Regions from separate parts of the Gossypium hirsutum genome. Here region 2 is linked to region 1. A link is a contact called in public Hi-C data. All regions are on one chromosome and are shown on one strand. Each heading gives the region's core, a stretch centred on a gene start, on an enhancer-like site or on the middle of the called end of the contact. The rest is flanking DNA. Distances are from core to core; before and after follow the strand shown. Region 1 holds the start of LOC107938451. Region 2 holds the start of LOC107905242 (serine/threonine-protein kinase PBS1).

What was found. Hi-C and Micro-C count contacts between places; a contact is called where the count stands out from the background.
Region 2: a Hi-C map of leaf shows a contact between it and region 1, with 2.0 times the contacts expected there. The contact joins the promoter of LOC107905242 here to the promoter of LOC107938451 in region 1. A contact is called at or near these places in 2 of 34 Hi-C or Micro-C datasets (both in leaf).

Annotation. Positions count from the first base shown.
Region 1 is chrA01:1,931,938-1,935,106 of Gossypium_hirsutum_v2.1, reverse strand. It overlaps LOC107938451, which reads left to right and starts at 1,673. Exons shown (of 4, transcript XM_016871621.2): 1 at 1,673-2,157; 2 at 2,993-3,169. The coding sequence starts at 1,903. It overlaps LOC107938474 (protein MEI2-like 4), which reads left to right. Exons shown (of 16, transcript XM_041117685.1): 15 at 38-217; 16 at 307-825. The coding sequence ends at 432.
Region 2 is chrA01:2,121,234-2,124,475 of Gossypium_hirsutum_v2.1, reverse strand. LOC107905242 (serine/threonine-protein kinase PBS1) reads left to right here and starts at 1,885. Exons shown (of 5, transcript XM_041117717.1): 1 at 1,885-2,430; 2 at 2,960-3,165. The coding sequence starts at 2,310. It overlaps LOC107905240 (serine/threonine-protein kinase PBS1), which reads left to right. Exons shown (of 5, transcript XM_016831842.2): 5 at 1-277. The coding sequence ends at 30.

The DNA of each region.
Region 1 (3,169 bases), core at 424-2,923:
AATAAGGTAAAAAACTAAAAGAATCAAATTGTGGCAGGCATTCAATGGGAAAAATTGGGAGAAATTCAACAGTGAGAAGGTGGCTTCGCTTGCATATGCTCGTATACAAGGGAAAGCAGCCCTTATTGCACATTTTCAGAACTCGAGCTTGATGAACGAAGACAAGAGATGCCGACCTATACTCTTTAACACCGACGGCCATAATGTCGGTGATCAGGTATGTTGCTTTGATTTCTTGCATAACAGGGTATCCTTAAGCTCGAAAAAGCTCTCACACAAGTCTGTTTCCCTCCTTTTGCATTGCAGGTGCCGTTTCCGGTAGGGGTTAATGTTCGAACTAGACCCGGAAAAGCAGCTCGTTCCTTCAACAATAAGGAGAATAATCAAGAAAGCCCTTCAAATTCGGAAAACGAAGCGAATTCATCTAACTGAGAAACTTTCAAAGTAAGTCAGGCTAACAAAACCGATTTTCCTTTCGATCGGCACTAACCTTTTTCGTAAAACCACATCCATCCGAGATCAGGTGAAACTTAAAGTGAATCTAAATTTTGATTGATACAAAAAGAGTAAATTATAAAAAACAAATAGAATGTATATCCTATCATTCATGGCATTGTAAAAAAGATAAAGCTTTTGTTGCTATTTTTCATTGACATTTTTTAAAGCTTTTGTAGATCCCAATCTGCAAATTGCTGGGAAGTCAAGGACTTGAAAAGTTGTTTAAATTTTACTAAAGAGTTTGTGTGTATTGTGAATCCAAATTCTTTTGAGTTTCCGTTTGTGTACCTTTCTGTTTGATCAATGAAAATTTATCATTATTATTTATTGCTGATGAGCTTTTTTTCAAGGTTAAAATATGCCATAGGTCTCTATACTTTTCATAAATTTAGAATTTAGTCCTTGTACTTTTATTTTTAGGAATTTAGTATCTTTATATTTAGATTTCAAAATTAGGTTCAATTGTTAACACTTAACACTATTAAATTTTTTTATTGAATTTGTTGGTGTGATTTTTTGAAATTAGAAAAATATATTCAATTTGTATCCATGTAATTAAAAGAAATGATGATGTAATGAATTTGAGTTTAACAAAATATTAATAGTTAAATTTGAATTTTCAAATTTGAAAAATAGGACTAAATTTTTAGAAATAAAAGTACAAAGATTAAAATTTAAATTTTCGAAGAGTATAATGGCTTATAGCATATTTTAACTTTTTTTTAGGGTAAACTATACAATCAGCCACCCAACTATTAGTATACTTCTATTTTGGTCACCAAATTATAAAAATTTTCAATTTCATCATTAACATTTTAGATCAGTTCTGTTTTGACTATTCTTCCTTAAATGGTTAACATGGCTTTTCTCTAGTTAGTATAATAACATATTTAGTGATCAATACTTACATATTCTATCAATTTTATCTTAATTCTAAATAATTTAATAAATTTAACCCTCTAAATTTATAAATTTGATCAATTTGATTCTTAAACATACATAATTAAACCAAAACTCAACCCAAGATAGAGCTGACTGACTACACCATGAACACCTCTGATTCAAGCCATTCAAACCAATCCAGATCATATTGAGATTTTCAGACCAAGCAAATAATCCAATTCTTAAACAAATTTGGTCCAAATTCGAATGGGCTTCCAACAAACATTGATTTCATCATATGTTAAAACAAAAAAAGGAAGACAAGGCTAAAAAGTGTTCTTTTCGGACCAGGAACTTTTACTCGGCCATCTCAACTCAACACGTTTATCAACAGGAAAATATCTGATATAATCAAAATTATCTGATCCCAATAAAATGACAAAGTATCAAAGATTGTCTAGATTAATCCACGTTACAAGCCACTGAAAACTCAAAAAAGAATCGAGCAAAATCCTCTTGGTTATGGCGTCTCGAGTATTATCGACCACTTCATTAACTCCCCTTTGTTCTTCCACTACATTTAACAAACCCAAAATTAAGCCTTCCACGAACCAAGCGAAGCCATTTCTTTTCTCATCATCTTCGTCCTCGTTGGGTTTTAGAAATAGGAAGATAAAGTGCAATGCTGCGAGTGAAAGCTCTCAGGGTTCTATTGATAGGACGGTTTATCAAGGCGCTTTTGGTCCATGGACTATTGATCCTGAAGATGTAAGAGAGGTAATGAGTTTTGATTTTCAATACCCTTTTTGCTCTTGATTAGTTTTTCTGGAGTAATATGTGAAATTTTTTCTGGGAATTTGATTGAGGGAACACTGGTTAGGTACCCTTTTGCTCTTGTTGAATTTGCTTGAATAATTTGTGAAATTTTTTCTGGAATTTGAATGGGAGAAATCAATTCGATACCCTTTTGCTTTTGCTGTATTTCCTTCAGTAATTTGTGAAAATTTTCTGGGAATTTGCAAGAGGAGACCAAATTTGATGTCCTTTTGCTTTTGATGTATTTCCTTAGTTCTCTGTGAATTTTTTCTGGGAATTTGCATGAGGGAAAACAATGTTGATTCCCTTTTGCTCTTGCTGTATTTGCTTGAGTAATTTGTGAAAATTTTATGGGAATTCGCCTGAGGGAAAACTAGTTTGTGCCCTTTTTGTTCTTGCTGTATTTCCTTGAGTAATTTGTGAAAATTTTCTTGGAATTTGCATGAAGGGAAACCAATTCTGATACCCTTTTGCTATTTCTATATTTCCTTTGAGTGAATCTGTGAATATTTTCTGAGAATTTTCAAGAGGAAAAACCAACGATGTTTAAACCGGACAGGGTATCAGTCCGAGGAAAGGCATTATACCGGTTGACCCGGGAATTGGTACTGACCGGTTGAACCTGAATTTTCTTTTGAATAATTTATTTAATCAAACTAGACAGAACAGTCGGACTAGGGACTAGTAAACCGGTGGCATGACTGATTCAACCAGCCATCAGGTTCTGAAATCCTTGGGAAAAACACAATTTTGATGAACCCTTTGAGCTGAAATATATATATATTTTTATTGGCAGGTTCTTTTATATAGGTCAGGATTAGTAACTGCTGCTTCATCCTTTCTAATTGCTTCATCAGCTGCATTTTTACCTGATGGCTTTACATTGAAAGAAATTATTGAAAACAACCTTAATTTGATCTACTTGATCGGTGCTGGTGGACTAGGGCTATCCTTGTACTTGATTCACATCTAT
Region 2 (3,242 bases), core at 636-3,135, 190 kb before region 1:
CAAGGTAGTTCCGATGGTTCAAACGGCTAACATCCCGATTTTCTTCCATCAATGTTTATCCAGATTTCTCACTTGAACCAGATGAAAAAAAAAAACACATATCCGAGCTCTCTTCGGCTCGTTCTATCCAAAAAGCTCGGCCCGATCGGCCTTGATGCGGAGACAAAGTGCAAGGCCTTCGATGCTGACATATTCTTGAACTCCCATTCAGGTCCCTTTATATAAATTATAATGATTGACTACGTTTAAATTTAAAACAAATAGACAATTTTCTTTATCGATCCTTTATATAAATTATAACAAAAATTGGTAATTTTTGAAATAACATAAATATAATAATCATTTAATTTAAAGCTGTTAAAAGGATTTTTATTAGAAAAATAAATTATAATTAACAAACAAAAAAATATATATAATAATTATATGTATACTAAACTTGTGCATTTCGATTTCAAGGCATTACGAGTCAGTAAAATGATTATAATATAATACTAAAAATAATTAAGAATGTTAATTTCAATTAAAATAAATAAATAATACTAAAAATTCTATCACAAACGTATGCACGTGGAAACTACGTATTTAGAATCTATGGATGCATGTATAAATAACATATAATAAATAATAAAATGTAGTATTTGAAATTAATAATAATAGGATATATACAATATGATCAGTTTAAACTGCGAGCAAAATGAAATATAAATAGGTAAATATTAAGAATATTAAATGCACTCTAATAGTTTATCATAATTTCGTCATTTTTCTTGAATTGATATCAAGTTAACTTATGACATTAACTCAGTTAACGATATTATCAATAAGATTATGACAAAATTAAGATGTGGGCGAAAATAATTAAATAATAAATTTATTAAGAATTCACCTAAAAACCAAATGTTACTTTAGTTTAAATGACGAAGTTGGGAGAATGTTTGGTGTTTTAGGTTTTGCTAAACAACTAAATTAACTTGAAATGGCGAGTACTGTTTGAAATGGTGTCGGATCCCCTGATAATACATAGCCCAATATTTTTTGAGATGAGAGAAATAAGAGAGAGCTTCGATGACATCAAGCTCAGAAGCGAATTAACGGACGACGTTTTCTTCCATTTTGGCTGAGAAGCTATCGCCGTTCTTGCAACTCACCATGAGCTCAAAGACCACATCTGCAATCAAACCGTTCAAAAGAGAAAAAAAGAGGAGGGAATCGAAAAGTGAAAAGAAAACATAAGGTAGTAAAGGAAACAACGAGAATTTTTTTTAAGCCATTAGAGGGAAACGAAAATTTTAACGGTAGTGATTGCAAAATTATTTTAAAGTAAAAAAAACCTCTTTAGTCTCTCTCAATTTTGATATTGAGCAAATTGGTCCCTCTCAAAAAAATCGGAGTAATTTAATCATTGTTAATTTTAAAAGTGAGCAATTAAAGACAATTAACCACAATATTAATGTTTTTCATCAATTTTTACATAAATTTGACTGGTTTAATAACAAATTGAGCTATCATAATTTAAATATTCTATCAATTTAGTCATGATTTAACAAATTTAGCCCGCAGTCCTTTTGTAAATGTGTAAATGTTGAGGCTAAATTTGTTGAATTTTTTAGAATCAAGACCAAATTAACAAAATATGTAAACATTAAGTGCTAAATTTATTATTATACCAATCAAACTTATCCACGATTGACACCTTGATTAGTTGTCCTTAATTGCTCACTTTTAAAATTGATAAGGATTAAATTGTTCTAAGTTTTTTAGAGGGATTAATTTGCTCAAAATTGCAATTGATAGGGACTGGAGAGACCATTTTACCTTATTATAATTAGAGTGAGTAAATTGAAGGAAACATTTAAAGCGACAAAAATAGAACAAGTCCAATTGTAGAATCACCATGGGTGTGATTTACTCTTCATTTTATCCAAGTTTTCCCTCTATATGGTCAAAAGGAAGAGAGTGAGGTGGTAGTTATAAATTTTTTTTAATACATAATATCCGGTAACCCAAAGCCGGCTTCTTCTTCTTCTTCTATTTTGCTTCAAAAATTTCTCTTTTACTTTCAAATATATTTAATTAAACCCTTTCATAATTTTTAATTACGTTCATTGAATCCTTTATTTTTCAATGATTTGATCGTTTAAAGGCATAGAATCGAGGGTGCCCAAAATTTTTATAACTTTTTATTTTGAATTTTTGTAAAAAAAAAAGAAAGTATTGGGAATGCCAAGTTAACGGTAAATCTGATATAATTTTTAGGACTTTTAAGGAAATTTGATTTCTGGGTTCGTTTTGAAATTTTCTTTTAAGGGATGGGTTGTTTTTCTTGTTTCGATTCGAAGGAAGAAGAGAAGTTAAATACTGTAAATGAAAGCAATGATCCAAAGCAAGCCCAACCTACTGTTTCCTCTAATATTTCCAGATTGTCATCAGGTTAGCTTTTAATTAAAAAAAAGAAAGAAAATTAATTACTTTATTCATTTGATCTGATCTGGGTTTTCTCTGTTATTATTATTATTATTATTTCAATGTTTAGATGATGGTATGCTTGTTTTTTTGTTGTAAAATTTTATCATTGTTATTTTTTTTATTTAACCCTATGGATGTTTTTAGGGATTTAAGTTTGGGTGTTTTTTTTTAAATGTAATTAGGATCTAATGATGATATTGATAAATCGGAATTTATTCAATATCTTAAACTAAAAATAGCTTACTTTAGAATATAATGATGCTTTTTAAAAAAATTTTAGAGATTTAAAGTTTGGGTTGTTTTTGTTTTGATGTAATTAGGATCTAATGATGATATTGATAAATTGGAATTAATTTAATATCTTAAACTAAAATTGGCTTTCTTTAGAATATGATAAGCAAGTCCATATATCTTTTGTTGGTAGATTGTTTCTTTGTATGTGAATGGTACTTTAGATCTTTAAATAGTGTCTGTTTCAATGGAGTTTTGGCAGGAGGGGACCGGCTTAGATCGAGGAGTAATGGAGGGTCCAAAAGGGAACTACCATGTCCCAGGGATGGTCCTGGTGTTCAAATTGCTGCCCATATTTTTAGTTTTCGCGAGCTTGCCGCTGCCACGAAGAATTTCAGGCCGGAGTCTTTCTTAGGTGAAGGTGGATTCGGACATGTTTACAAAGGGCAGCTCGAGAGCACTGGTCAGGTAATTGTTTATTGCTTCAGCCCTTGTTTTGTTCGAGCCTCAAACCATATTTTATTTGTCTTTATGCCACAAAAGGA